2 separate regions of the Sus scrofa genome follow, and region 2 is linked to region 1. A link is a contact called in public promoter capture Hi-C data. All regions are on one chromosome and are shown on one strand. The core of a region is the stretch at or near the end of the contact, and the rest is flanking DNA. Distances in the headings are between cores, read along the strand shown. Region 1 holds the start of TRNAU1AP (tRNA selenocysteine 1-associated protein 1). Region 2 holds the start of RAB42 (putative Ras-related protein Rab-42).

What was found. Promoter capture Hi-C pulls out the DNA fragments that hold promoters and counts their contacts.
Region 2: a promoter capture Hi-C map of fetal liver shows a contact between it and region 1, with 2.0 times the contacts expected there. The contact joins the promoter of RAB42 here to the promoter of TRNAU1AP in region 1. A contact is called at or near these places in 1 of 5 promoter capture datasets (fetal liver), 6 of 47 Hi-C or Micro-C datasets (embryonic fibroblasts, fetal liver, fibroblasts and 2 more) and 2 of 2 datasets of contacts at active chromatin or transcription factors (alveolar macrophages and skeletal muscle).

What each region holds. Positions count from the first base shown.
Region 1 is chr6:85,564,642-85,571,316 of Sscrofa11.1, reverse strand. It overlaps TRNAU1AP (tRNA selenocysteine 1-associated protein 1), which reads right to left and starts at 3,887. Exons shown (of 8, transcript XM_005665150.3): 1 at 3,758-3,887; 2 at 3,035-3,132. The coding sequence starts at 3,784. RCC1 (regulator of chromosome condensation) reads right to left here. Exons shown (of 11, transcript XM_005665141.3): 11 at 5,456-6,675.
Region 2 is chr6:85,599,091-85,605,765 of Sscrofa11.1, reverse strand. It overlaps RAB42 (putative Ras-related protein Rab-42), which reads right to left and starts at 2,727. Exons shown (of 2, transcript XM_003356245.4): 1 at 2,408-2,727; 2 at 721-1,271. The coding sequence starts at 2,646. The coding sequence ends at 851.

The DNA.
Region 1 (6,675 bases), core at 2,638-5,137:
ATCTCAGAATTTTAAATAAATGGAATCATACAGTAAGGCTTCTTTCATTTAGCATGCTTTTTAAGATTCATTCATATTATTGCTATATTAGTAGTCTGTCCCTTTGTATTGCTAAGCCATATCCTATTTTATAAATATATCGAAAATACCAGTAGTTATTTATTTACATATGAAGGGATACTTGGGCTGCTCTTTTGGGCTACTGTCATAACACTGCTATGCACATTCTTTTTTTTTTTTTTGGCTTTTTGCTATTTCTTTGGGCCGCTCCCGCGGCATATGGAGGTTCCCAGGCCAGGGGTTGAATCGGAGCTGTAGCCACCAGCCTACGCCAGAGCCACAGCAACGATGGATCCGAGCCGCGTCTGCAACCTACACCACAGCTCACGGAAACGCTGGATTGTTAACCCATTGAGCAAGGCCAGGGATCGAACCCGCAACCTCATGGTTCCTAGTCAGATTCGTTAACCACTGCCCCATGTCGGGAACTCCCTGCTATGCACATTCTTTTTCAAGCCCTTTTTTGGTGGAAACATGCTTTCCTTTGTCTTGGGTAAATACCTAGGACTAGATCTGCTGGGCCATAGGACTAGATGTGTATATGAGAAACTGCCAGACACTTGCCCCCAAGGGTTATACCATTTTAAAGTCCCATCAGAGATGAGACGTGTGGTTGCTCCACCTGGGACTGCATTCTTTTTTTCCTCTTTGTTGAGTTTTCAAAATTGTGGTTAAATATACATTACATGGAGTTCCCATCGTGGTGCAGCGGAAACGAATCCGACTAGGAACCATGAGTTTTCGGGTTCGATCCCTGGCCTTGCTCAGTGGGTTAAGGATCTGGCCTTGCCTTAAGCTGTGGTGTAGCTTGAAGATGCAGCTCGGATCTGGCGTTGCTGTGGCTCTTGCATAGGCTGGCGGCAGCAGCAGCAACAGCAGCAACAGCTGCGATTAGACCCCTAGCCTGGGAATCTCCATGTGCCGCGCTCTAGAAAGACAAAAAGACAAAACAAATGTATATGTACATACACACACACATTACATAAAATTTATCCTTTTAAACACTTTTTTCTTTTTTGGTCACCCCACGGTATATGGAGCTCCTGAGCCAGCGATCCCGATCTGAGCCATAGTTGTGACCTAAGCTTCAGCTTCGACAACAGGATCCTTAACATACCGCACCAGGCTGTGGACAGAACCTATGCCCCAGGGCTCCCAAGACGCTGCTGATTTTAAGTCTTTGTCATATGAAGCAGAATGCACATATAATGTGTCTGTAAGTGCCACCATAAGAAACGGCCAGAGTTTAGCAATCAAGGGTAGGAAAGACTAGTTGCAAACCTTATTTCAATAAACATGAAAACATGAGAAACTATGTCAATGTTTTAAAAAATATAAAGTACTACAGAATGTATTTTTATGCAAGTAGCCTACTATCAGTGTTTTCTTGTCTACAAAAGCAAGAAGAAAAATACCTAGGCCAGCATGATCTATCATTCAGAAAACTGGCCCCTGGGTACCGGGGTTCTGAATACATAAAGTATTCGTTCACCAGGGAGTTCTCGTTGTGGCTCAGTGGTTATTGAATCCGACTAGGAACCATGAGGTTGCGGGTTCAATCCCTGGCCTTGCTCAGTGGGTTAAGGATCTGGCGCTGCCGTGAGCTGTGGTGTAGGTGGCAGACTTGGCTTGGATCGATCCCAAGTTGCTGTGGCTGTGGTGTAGGCCGGCGGCTACAGCTCCGATTAGACCTGTAGCCTGGGAACCTCCATATGCCGCGGGTGCAGCCCTAGAAAAAAACAAAACAAAACAAAGTACTTTAGAGTTGGCCACATTTCAAATCTCTCATCTGTATTTTTCAATTACTTGATGTTTTTAGCACGCTGCTTTAGTACTTGGCACAGAGTAGACACTTGATAAACACTGTCAGATTGATAAGGAATCCTGTTATTTCTAACTAGAACCCTAAGGAAACCTACGACCCTCAAAGAGAAAGAAGAAACTGGAGGCAATAAATAAGAGCACTATTATATGGAAATCTATTCTGCATTTTGTCTTGTTTACATATTTACAGTCTCATTCCCCTGTTAGAATGTAGAATGTAGGAGAGAAATGACTGCATCTGGCTTGTTTCAGTCATATATTTTGGGAATCTAGAACCCTGGCATGTAGCAGTGTCTTACACAAGAGTTATGGGCACACATGAGCTTTGAAAACAGACCTGAATTAGAGTCTTGGCTTCTCATTTAACAGCTGCGTAACTTTAAGACAGTTACTATGCTTCTCTAATAATAGTACCTAGCTCAGGGGTTTTTGTGATTTTGAAATGCTTATTACCCAGCAGATCATGATCTGTTTATATTTACCAAGCATATACCATATGCCAAACACTGTTCTAAATGCTGAATGGGAATTAATGGCACTTAGTCCTCATCAGAACTCTATGAGGTAGGTGCTATTATTATCTCCATTTTTATGGTGAAGGACAGGGAGAGGCTGAGTAACTTGCTCAAGGTCACACAGCACACAGAGCGTTCAAACCCACTCTGGCTCCAGAGTCAGCAACACATTATACTTCCTCTCAATAAGCCCTGAAATGTTAGAATTTATATCATTGTAATAATTATTATTATTTTTTTTTTTTTTGTCTTTTGTTGTTGTTGTTGTTGCTATTTCTTGGGCTGCTCCCGCGGCATATGGAGGTTCCCAGGCTAGGGGTTTAATCGGAGCTGTAGCCACCGGCCTACGCCAGAGCCACAGCAACGCGGGATCCGAGCCTCGTCTGCGACCTACACCACAGCTCACGGCAACGCCGGATCGTTAACCCACTGAGCAAGGGCAGGGACCGAACCCGCAACCTCATGGTTCCTAGTCGGATTCGTTAACCACTGCGCCACGATGGGAACTCCTGTAATAATTATTATTAGGGGTGAGAAGCCTCTGACTCTCCGAAGGATGTTTACCTTCTGAATGACACCTGCAGTTGATCTACTAAGGGAGAACTGAGAAGACAAGAGGGGAGGAGAGAACATACCCAGTGAGGCGATTTCGGATAATTTTGACGCTCATCACAGTCTCTCCCATGGTGGCAAAGGCTCTGGAGATGAAGTTCTCATCCATGTAGGGCTCCAGCTGCGCAAATATAAGAGCAGAGCAGTTCAGGTCAGTACCCAGGCTCCTCATTCCCGGATCCGGAGCCCCTCCCTGCTCAGTCCAGGGTTGGGTGCACGCTGCGGGCAGGAGTAGGGTGAGGGTGAAGAGGTTTCCATCCACTCCGGCGTTCCCAGCCTCTTGCCTTCCTTCCCTTCAAGGCTGCTCCTTTTAGGAAGCCTCCCCCTTGGATTTAGGAACCCCATTCCTGCAGTCCTCGAACCAAGGCGCACTTCAATCCTTGGGATTCTTCCCATTCTATCCACGCAAAGACCCTCCCTTTTTCCCTCCCCAGAATCCAGGCTGGGCTGGGCCCCACGACCCCTCCCCCTCCGAATCAGCCCCCGCACCTAGATGCTAGGGCCTGCTTCGGCATCACTAAAACAACTCTCCTCATTCTCTTCCACCCTTTTGGGATCCGAGGACCCCTCCCCCTCAGACCCGGCCCCTTCACCTACACGCTGGGACTTGCTTTGGCACCACTGAGAACTCCCCTCCCCATTCACTGCCACCCTCTTGAGAGCCGAGGACCCCTTCTCTTCAGACCCTTTTGCCCTCGTGACACTATATTTCTCCTCCGCTGAACCGGGCGGCCGCCCCAACTCACGTCGCCCATCCACAGGCTGGCCGCCATGCCCGAGGCCCCGCCAGGCCTACGCGAGCCTCAGAGGCTGGCGCGTACGCCGCTCCGCGGGGTTGCGGCCTCCACGGCGCATGCGCCCCCATCGCCTTCTGCGCACGCTCGGCAATTCGGCGCCCAAGGCAACGCAGACTGGCGGGTCCGGGTTTTTCCGGATCCCTGTGGGCGTGTCTCGAACCGGAGCCTGCGGGATGGGGCGGGGCAGACACCGCCTTGCGCGGGACCGTGGGGGGCGTGAATGACTGGCTTTCTCCGGACTCTTTCCGGCTTTAAACACACGCGTACGTATAGAATTATAAAAGTAGTGTATGTTCATGGCAAAAACTTAAAATAGAAGCATATTTCCTAAAGTGAAAGATCCCTTTTGGAAGCCTGGACGATCCAGTTCCACTAACTATGTATGACCTCTGGCAAATCACTGGTCTGCCTCCGCCACCCCTTCAACCTGCTTTTCTCAGGTTACGAAACGGAAAGGACAGGATTTCTGTTGACGCTGGACTGGCATCCTTCCATCATTCCCATGCATAGAACTAGGCTGTGGGAGGGGAGAGGAGGGGAGGGCTAACCAACCAACAAACAAATCAATCCCCATCTTGTCACTCTCTTGCGTCTCACGTTCCCTACAATAATCCAAACCACCAGAAGTTCTAACCTCTCCCAGGAAGAGACTTGCCATAGAAGGCCTTCAGCAGACTCGATTTCGATGGCTAGATAATCCTGACAGTTTGACTCTTCGTCTGGGAAGGTCCCAGACCTCAGCCTCAGTTTGATGCCCTTTCCTCAGAATGTGAAGATTCTGTAGATGATGATTGTCATCTCCAACACTGAAGCTCATCGCTTGATGGAGAATCCATTTCCCAGGCTCCTTCTGGGTTGATGGCCACTTATGTCCTTCCTTGCCAGTTCATATATTCCAAACTTATGTTGTTGGGGCCCAAAGTCAAGCACTCTGAAGTCTTGAGATTCAACCAAGTTGCCACATTTCCAGCTTTATCCTATTCATGGCCGTAGTAGTGTAGCGGTTGGGTGCTTCAACTACACATTTGAACAAATGGAGCCCAAATCCCAGCCCCTTCCAATTGTGTTGTTGTTATTAGCGATGTGGGTAACAGCAATGCTTACCTCATACCATGTTTGTCGTATGGAGAAATTGAGAAGTTGAGAAAGCACTTGGCCTAATGCCTGGCATCCAGTAAGCTCTCCAACACAGCAGCTGGAGGACTTGGAATTATGACTGATAACTCTTGAGTACTAAAATTTGCCAGCCCTTGTGGGGTGCTCTTTGATTACTATTTTTAAAATTTATTTTACTTGTGCAAGACTTGTAAGTGTTTATTTTTAATTTAAAATGTAAGCTTCATCAGACAGGATTCCTTGTTGTTTCTAATCAAATTCCCACAACAATGTCTGGCATATGGGAGGCACTGAAAACATTTTTGAATTTGTCATAAATACTAAACAGTTCTCTCCTATCCCATCTATCCCTGCCCCTGAAGGCAACCACTTCCAAATCTTTTCCCTAAAATCCAAGTATTTCTAAATAACATACTTTCTCTTCATTTGTGGTTTCAGATCTTTTTAAGGACTGCACCTCATACATACACTTCACCATCTTGTAATTATAATTTTTCAAAATATCAAACACTTACATTATTATGACTTTGTAAACATTATTTATAGCTGAACCATATGGGGTGATTACATTTGTTTTCAGGTAACCAATTCAGGTTGGAGGAGAATGGGGGAAAAGATAAAATTGAGCGTATTTGATGTGTTTGAACACAAAAAAAGGAGATTTACTTCTCATAGACACTGACATTAAATTAATGATACTTATACCAAAAAACTAAGCATGTGAAAAACAAGGCGATTATTAACCACAGGGAATTTTAAAATGTGCAATGGTCATAATAGCAAAGACTTCTGGAACATTTACTCTGTGCCCAACACTGTTCTAACATATGTAAACACCTACAGAGAGCTTTATAACTCTTACATCCAATACAGGGAAAAGGAACTGAGGTTTTGGGCTCAGGTGGAGGCTGATTTAATCACCAGCCTAGGGAGTTCCCCTGTGGCTCAGCAGGTTCAGGACCCAGCACTGTCACTACTGTGGCTCAGGTTGCTGAGGTGCATGAGATGCGTGTTCAATCCCTGGCCCAGGAACTTCCACATCCCATGGGTACAGCCAAAAAAAAAAAAAAAAAAAAAAAAAAAAAAAAATCCAGCCTAGTCTGTGCACTTGCTAGCTTCTTAGCCTCAAGCTCGTCAGTTCTCAGGAACTTTTTTCTGAGGAAGAGCAATTCCTATTTCACAGGGCTGATGTGAGGATTGAATGAGCTATTATTTTATGCAAAATGCTCAACACTGCCTGTTTTAGGTCTCAATCCACAAGAGCTGTTACCAAGGACAGGGTACTTTCAATCTGCTATATTGTCAAAAGGGAAAACTTCAGTAAACTTAATCCAAATGCACTTTTTTTGAGGGGAGAGTGGGGCGAGGGAAGAGTGGACACACAAGTACTTCTTACAAAGAAAATACTAAAATCAAAAGTGTGAGTTTTCCCTTCTAAGAAGTCAATTTCTAATCAGTATAGTACCTGCATCAAAATGAAAAGTTCAAGAAAAAAAAATCACAGAATACATTTTAAGTCATTTTACAGCATAATTCATTTTTCCAAGAGTCACTGACATCCAAGAATCTTCCTGGCACTAATAAAACTTTCCTGCTGTACATTTACAGACCCACTATATCAGCACTGTCCACTTAACTTTCTACAATTATAGAAATGTTCTATATATTTCTGTATTTGCATAGCCCAATACTATAGGCACTAGCCACATTTGACTATTGAGGACTTGAAATGTGGCTAGTGCAATCGAGGA
Region 2 (6,675 bases), core at 1,478-3,977, 36 kb before region 1:
ATCTTCAGAGATGTTTAGAGTCAGGGCAAGGGGGTCAGGCTTTTGAACACTCCCCCCACCAATAGATTTAATAGATTGACACTGGATGTGGGCTGCCCCCATGGTCAGGCAGTTCCCAGAGTGAACTGAGCTACACCCCAGGCAGCACTCCCAGGAGCTGAGAGGTACGGTGGGGAGGGGGCTATGGGTTCTTCAGCCCCCTGAGGGAGATCTTGGTGGCTAATCCCCATGTCCACTGTGTGCCCAACACAGGAGCTGTTCACGTTCATCCCTGCCTCCCAGATCCAGATCCAGATCCAGCCCCTGGCCATGGAGTAGGGACACTGAGCAGCAACCTGGGTTTGAGGGCACACTTTTTCATCCAGGCTCCAAGGCTGACAAAGCCTAAGATTCCCTGTACCTGTTCTCACCTGTGCGGGAGTGTCCACACGCTGAGCGGCTCAGCGTCCAAGTCCAGGGACACTGCCAAAAATGGCCACATCCAAGCCAAGAAAGAGCAGTGATGACAGTTCTCGCCGTTCCATCCTCACAGTGTGGGAGGCCCTGGCTGAGCATATGCCACCCGTTCATGCCCTCAACCCCCTGTGAGGTGAGGTCTTTTATGAGCTCCTCTTGCTGGAGGAAACAGGCTTAAGGACAGGAAGCTGCACACCTGGCCTTTTAGACCTTTCTGGTGGAAAGGGGCTGAGCTCTGAGACCCTAAAATCCAAGAAGCGTGACTGTGCCAGGATACTGTATATATTAACTGTCTGGACAGATTCTGCCATTTGCCCTCCCGAGAGATATTAACACTCTCCATCCCCCCAGGCCTTCTGAGGGCAGCGCTGCTTTAACCCTTTCCCTCCCAGAGTCAACACTGGCATGGGCCCGGATGCTGCTTCCTGCTGAGGGGCCTGGGGGGTTGGGTGTTGATGAGCCGGACACCCCCCCAGTCCTCCTCCAGCTTGATGTCCCCCTGCTGCAGGGCCTGCTGGATGGCATCAGCAACGGTGTTGAAGGCCAGATCCACATTGCAGTTATTTTTGGCGGAGGTCTCCACGAAGGCCATGCCCAGGGAGGCAGCCAGCTCTTCCGCCTCCTGGGCTGAGACACATCGCATGCTCTGCAGGTCACTCTTGTGGCCAACCAGCAGGAAGATCGCCTTGTCGGGGCCCTGAGTGGCCATGACCTCCTGGTGCCAGTCTCGGATATGTTCAAAGGACTTCCTGTTTGTCACATCAAAGACCAGCAGGACACCCACCACATTCCGGTAAAAGGACCTGGTGATGCACCTGATGGTGGAGGGAGTAAGTTATGAGACACCTTCAAGACACCCCAGAGGCAGGACTCCTTTCATCCACTGACTGCTTCACACTCCCCATTATAGCTCATCTCACACTGCCCTGTGAGTCTTTTCCCCAGCATCTGTCTCTCCCAAGTAACTGTGTGCTCCCCACTTAGGGAGCAGGGTTTTTTTTTTTTTTTTTTTTTTTTTTTTTCCTTTTTAGGGCTGCCCTTGCAGCACATGGAGGTTCCCAGGCGAGGTGTCAAATCAAAGCTGTAGTCACCAGCCTACACCACAGACACAGCAACACCAGATCCCCCCCATGTCTGTGACCTACACCACAGCTCATGGCAGCGCTGGATCCTTAACCCACTGACCAAGGCCAGGGATCGAACCTATGTCCTCGTGGATGCTAGTCAGATTCATTTCCAGTGAGCCATGATGGGAACTCTAAAGGAGCGGTTTTGATTTCCATACTCTCCTGACCATTTCTGCATTCTTGATGTTTTTCCGATTGCAGGTTTTGTTTCCCCATTCTCTGGCTGGCAAACTCCTATGCATCCTGTATCGCCAACACAAATCTCTCTTCCTTTCGCATCTCCTTGACACCTCCCTCTCTCTGCTCCTATGGGCTTTTCAACACCCAGGTCATTCATCCCTCCAAATTCAATGTCAAAACTTTCCTCTGGGGCAGGGCACCAGGTCTCAGGTATTGGGCTCAGAGGCTGTGTTTGCAGGATGAATGGCTCAAGAGTGAAGGACTTATAGGAACTCCCGTGGAGGACATGGGTTTGATCCCTGGCCTCACTCAGTGGGTTAAGGATCTCGCACTGCCGCGATCTGTGGTGTAGGTCGGATCCTGTGTTGCTGTGGCTGTGGCTATAGCCTAGGTCAACAGCTACAGCTCCGATTCAACCCCTAGCCTGGGAACCTCCATATGACGGGGGTGTGGCCCTAAGAGAAAAAAAAAAAAAAAAAGTGAAGGACTCAGATCCAGGATGGGGACCCCCAGATCTCTACTTGGGCCACTGCGACTGACCACCTCCATGGTCAGGGGGACAGGCATTGAGCCGCCCCAACCAGAGGTCCCTCTCCCGCCCCACCTCCACCCCACTCCGCCCCAGCCCTGCCCCCACCGCGCACCTGAAGCGCTCCTGGCCCGCAGTGTCCCAAAGCTGCAGCTTGACGCGCGGCCCGGCCCGCAGCTGTAGAGTGCGGCTGTAGAACTCGACGCCCACCGTGGGCGCCGACTCGAGCTCCGGCTCGGGCTCTGGTATCCAAGGCGCGTCCGCCACGTAGCGCCGCAGCAACGACGTCTTGCCCACAGCCGTGTCCCCCAGCAGCGCGATCCGAAACTGGTAGCGGAAGCCCCCAGCCTCCATGGCCGGCGTCGTGGCTCCCTCCGGCCGGGAGACCGACTGTCCGGGCCGCGCCCTGCGGCTCCGCCCCCAGCCCCGCCCCCTCCTCGGGCCCCGCCCCCGGGCCGTGTGCAGCCACCCTGACCAGCGTCTTTGGCACCAAGGAAAAGGACCTGGAGGAACCCAAACCCGAGGAAACACCTGGGCAAGTCAATTCCTCACTCTGGACTTCAGATTCCTCCTCTGTAAAATGGGGATAATAATCCCTACTTCACAAGATGAAAAAATTAAACTAGATAATGTGGGGAGGAGGACTAGGGAGAATCAGACTTGCACTGACCTGAATCTAACAGCGCCAGAGCATCCACTTCTCATTGTTGGGATGGTTTCTCTCTGCAGCCCCCACTCTCTGTTAGTCTCCCAGTAGGGCCCCCGCTGCTGGACCTGGAGACACCACTCAAGAAAGTTGATCATTTATAGGTGCTCTTTCCCCACCCACGTGCCCCTTTCCTGGAGCCCCACTGGCCTGGTCTGGGGCCTTGTGTTCAATGTTCGGGTTCAATGTTCAGCAGTCCCTATTGCTTCCTCCCTGCCTGCCTGTGCTGGGCCCCAGAGAGGGACCTGGACACAGTGGGGTAGAAGAGGCAGGGTACAACTGCAATTCCAGAGGAAGGGCAATTGGCTGTGGACAGGACAGCTAACATTTATGAGGCCAGATGGTCAGTTCCTAATGCTTTGGGACAGCAATGCTTTGAGAAGGCCGTAGTGTGTCCATTTTAGAGCTAAGGAGATGGAGGCTTAGATGTGTGACTTGTCTCAGGTCACAGCAGAACTCGGACTTGTGGAAGTTCCTGGGCCAGGGATCAAACCCATGCAGTTGTAACCTGCCCCACAGCTGCGGCAATGCTGGATCCTTAACCCACTGCATCACATGGGAACTTCTTAGATTTTTTTCCCCCTTCACTATCCCTTTGATGCCACTAAAGGGGACTGCAAAGCAAATTCCCAAAGGACCAGACAAAGTCATCGGGTCCCACTTGGGTTAGGGGCGAGAGGAAGGCAACCACATCTGTATCCAAGATCCACTCCATAATTTTCAGTCTGATCTTCTGGACACTCAGGATTTCAGGGAGTTCTGGCTGGTCCCAAACAGCTTGTCTATACGTTTAATCCCACTGTCCCACTGTGGATGGTAGTTACCAGTTTAACTTGTTTTGGCAAACTGGCAGTAGGGAGCAGTTCTCCCTAAAACAAACCGTCACATCATCACATTTCCTCCTTATATAACCTTGTGAGTAGATGTTAGTCTGCCCAGTTTTTTACAGATGAGGAAACTGAGGCTCAGAGAAGTTAAGTAACCAATCTAAAATCACTAGCATGGAAGATTGAGACTAGCTTCCCAGTCTGTTTCTGGCTGGATAGGCTGGGGACTAGGGAAGGCCCAGGTTTTCTTGTACCTACCTCTAAATAAATCACTGAGAAGCCCTTTTGTGGGGTCTCCTAGTAATCCTGGCCTTTGGCCACTTAAATAGTAGTGCCTATAGGGGCTCAAGTCTGCTTATCCCTGACTTCCAGAAGGAGAGAGAGGAGCATCAGATGGGGAGGGGGGGTGTTGGGAAAGGAATCCTTCCTGCCAGCTTTGCCCAAACCAGGAGAGTCTGCTCCACTCCCACATGCCCTGCGGATTCTTCCATTGGGATGTTCTCCTCCCCTTGCTCTGCTCAGCTGGAAAAATACTTGTTGCATTAGGCCTGTGCGAATTCCCCCGCTCTCCACCCCCATGCCTTCTTTACCCACCACTGGCGCTCTGAGCTCCAGCCATGCTGACCATCTTCCCTCTTCTCAGCCCTCCGCCGGGAACACTCCTCTCCCGCTCTTCAAAGGGTAAGCAACCCCTACTTCAGGCCTCAGGTTAGATCTCTGTCCTCAGGAAGCCCCTCTCCGACTAAGGTCACAGACCCTTCTGTCCAGTGTAACGTCTGCCTCCCTTCTAGGCTCAGGCCCCCTGGGGATAAGGACCAATGGCTTTATCTTCAGTGCTTGGCACAAAGTAGGAATTTGGTGAATATTTGTGCTTGAATGAATGAATAAAAGTGGATAAGTGCTATTCATTCGTTCATTCACTCATTATTCATTCAAACACCATAACAAAGCTGGACTGGGGTGGGGGGGGGCGGCTACTGAGTCAGAGGAGACCTCTTGGAGGAGGTCATGCTGGGTCTCCAAGGACAAGCGGGAGCTGGGGAGGTCAGAAGGAGGGGCACTCCAGGCAGGGGCAGCTGGGCAAAGGCAGAGAGGCATGAAACAACTTGAAAGGCAGTTTGAAACCAGGCGTCCCAGAAGCCTTTCTGCTCAGCGCGTGGGGGCAGAGTGCACTGTCAGCATCTGACTCCTTGAACTTCCTCTCCTAGATGCTCCTGCTGTGGGCTGGGATCATGTGCCTGAGTCTAACTGCACCTGGCCCCAGAATCTGGATTCAGCTGACTTTGTCACAGACTCCCTATGTGACCCAAGGGCAAATCATTTCCCCTCTCCAAATCCGCTTCCCCTTCAGCTAAGTGAGGCAGATCACCTCACAGCGTCGTTCTGGAGTTACTGTGTGTCATAGCAGGTACGTTATGCACATTTGTATTAGACAGATCTGAGTTACAGTTCCAAATGATGCTTACTAGCTATGTGGCCTTGGCCAAGTTTCATTCATTCATTCATTCATTCACTTAGTAATTATTTCAGTAAATGCTGACCATCTTTTATATACTAGGCACTTATACAGCAGTGGAAAAAAAAGACATAATTCGTGTTCTTGGGGAACTCACATTGTAATGGGAAAGACAAAATAAATTAATATGAAACGTGATAACAATCAAACCATGGTTTGAAGGGTGGCAGGGTGCTATTTCAAAAGAGGGTGGTCTGAGGAGGTGACATTTGAATAGAAGCCCAGGGGAAGGGTGGCAGTGTGCAGTGTGGTTGTCTGTGAAGCCACGGAGGACAGTTCCAGGCAGGAGGAACAGGAAGAGCACAGGCCCTGAGGTGGGAGAGGCAAGGGTGCTCCAAGAAGAGCAGAGAGGCCACAGAGAGGGAGCAGAATGAATGAGCAAGTGGTGGGTAGTGAGAGCAGACAGGAGGAGGAGCCAGATATATGTGGTTTCTGAGGCCCTCATGGGGACTTCTGCTTTTATTTTCAAATGTATTGACAAGTCAGTGATTTTGGGGCAGGTGAATAACATAATCTGACTCCTCTCTTTTTTTTTTTTTACATCTTTATTAAGATATAATTGATATGTAATAAATTGTACTTACTAAAAATATTCCATAGATGCTTAATTCTTGAGTTTTGATATAGGTGTACACCCGCAAAGACGCTGCAATCAAGATAATGGTCTTTGGAAGTTCCTGTTGTAGTGCAGTGGGTAAGGATCTGGCATTGCCACAACTGTGGCATAGGTTGCAACTGTGGCTCTGATTCAATCCCTGGCTCAGGAACTTCCATGTGCCACAGATGTTGCTTAAAAAAAGAGGGAGATAATGCTTTTTAACAGCCAGGCTGGTATGTTGAGACCAGCCTGCAGGAGCAATGGCAGAATCAAGGAGACTGGCTAGAAGAGGAGTGGGATCTTGTGGGTCATAGATAAAGATAGCGTCGGTGGAGAACACAGGGTTTGCCGATGGATTGGGAGTGGGATGTTAGAGAAGAGAGGAGTCCTGGGTCACCCTAAGGACTTACTGAGATGAGGGAAGAGCATGTTTGGAGGAGGAAAGGCTGTGTACTGAGAAGCCTATTAATAAATAGCCGTCTGGGAGTTCCTGCCATGGCTCTGTGGAAAACGAATCTGACTAGTATCTATGAGGACACAGGTTCTATCCCTGGCCTCACTCTGTGGATTAAGTGTTGCTGTGAGCTGTGGTGTAGGTTGCAGATATGGCTCGGATCCTGAGCTGCTGTGGCTGTGGTGTAGGCCGGTGGCTATAGCCCTGATTAGAGCCCTAGCCAGGGAACTTCCATATGCTGCAGTTTCGGCCTTAAAAAAAAAAAAAAAAAAAAAAAAAGGC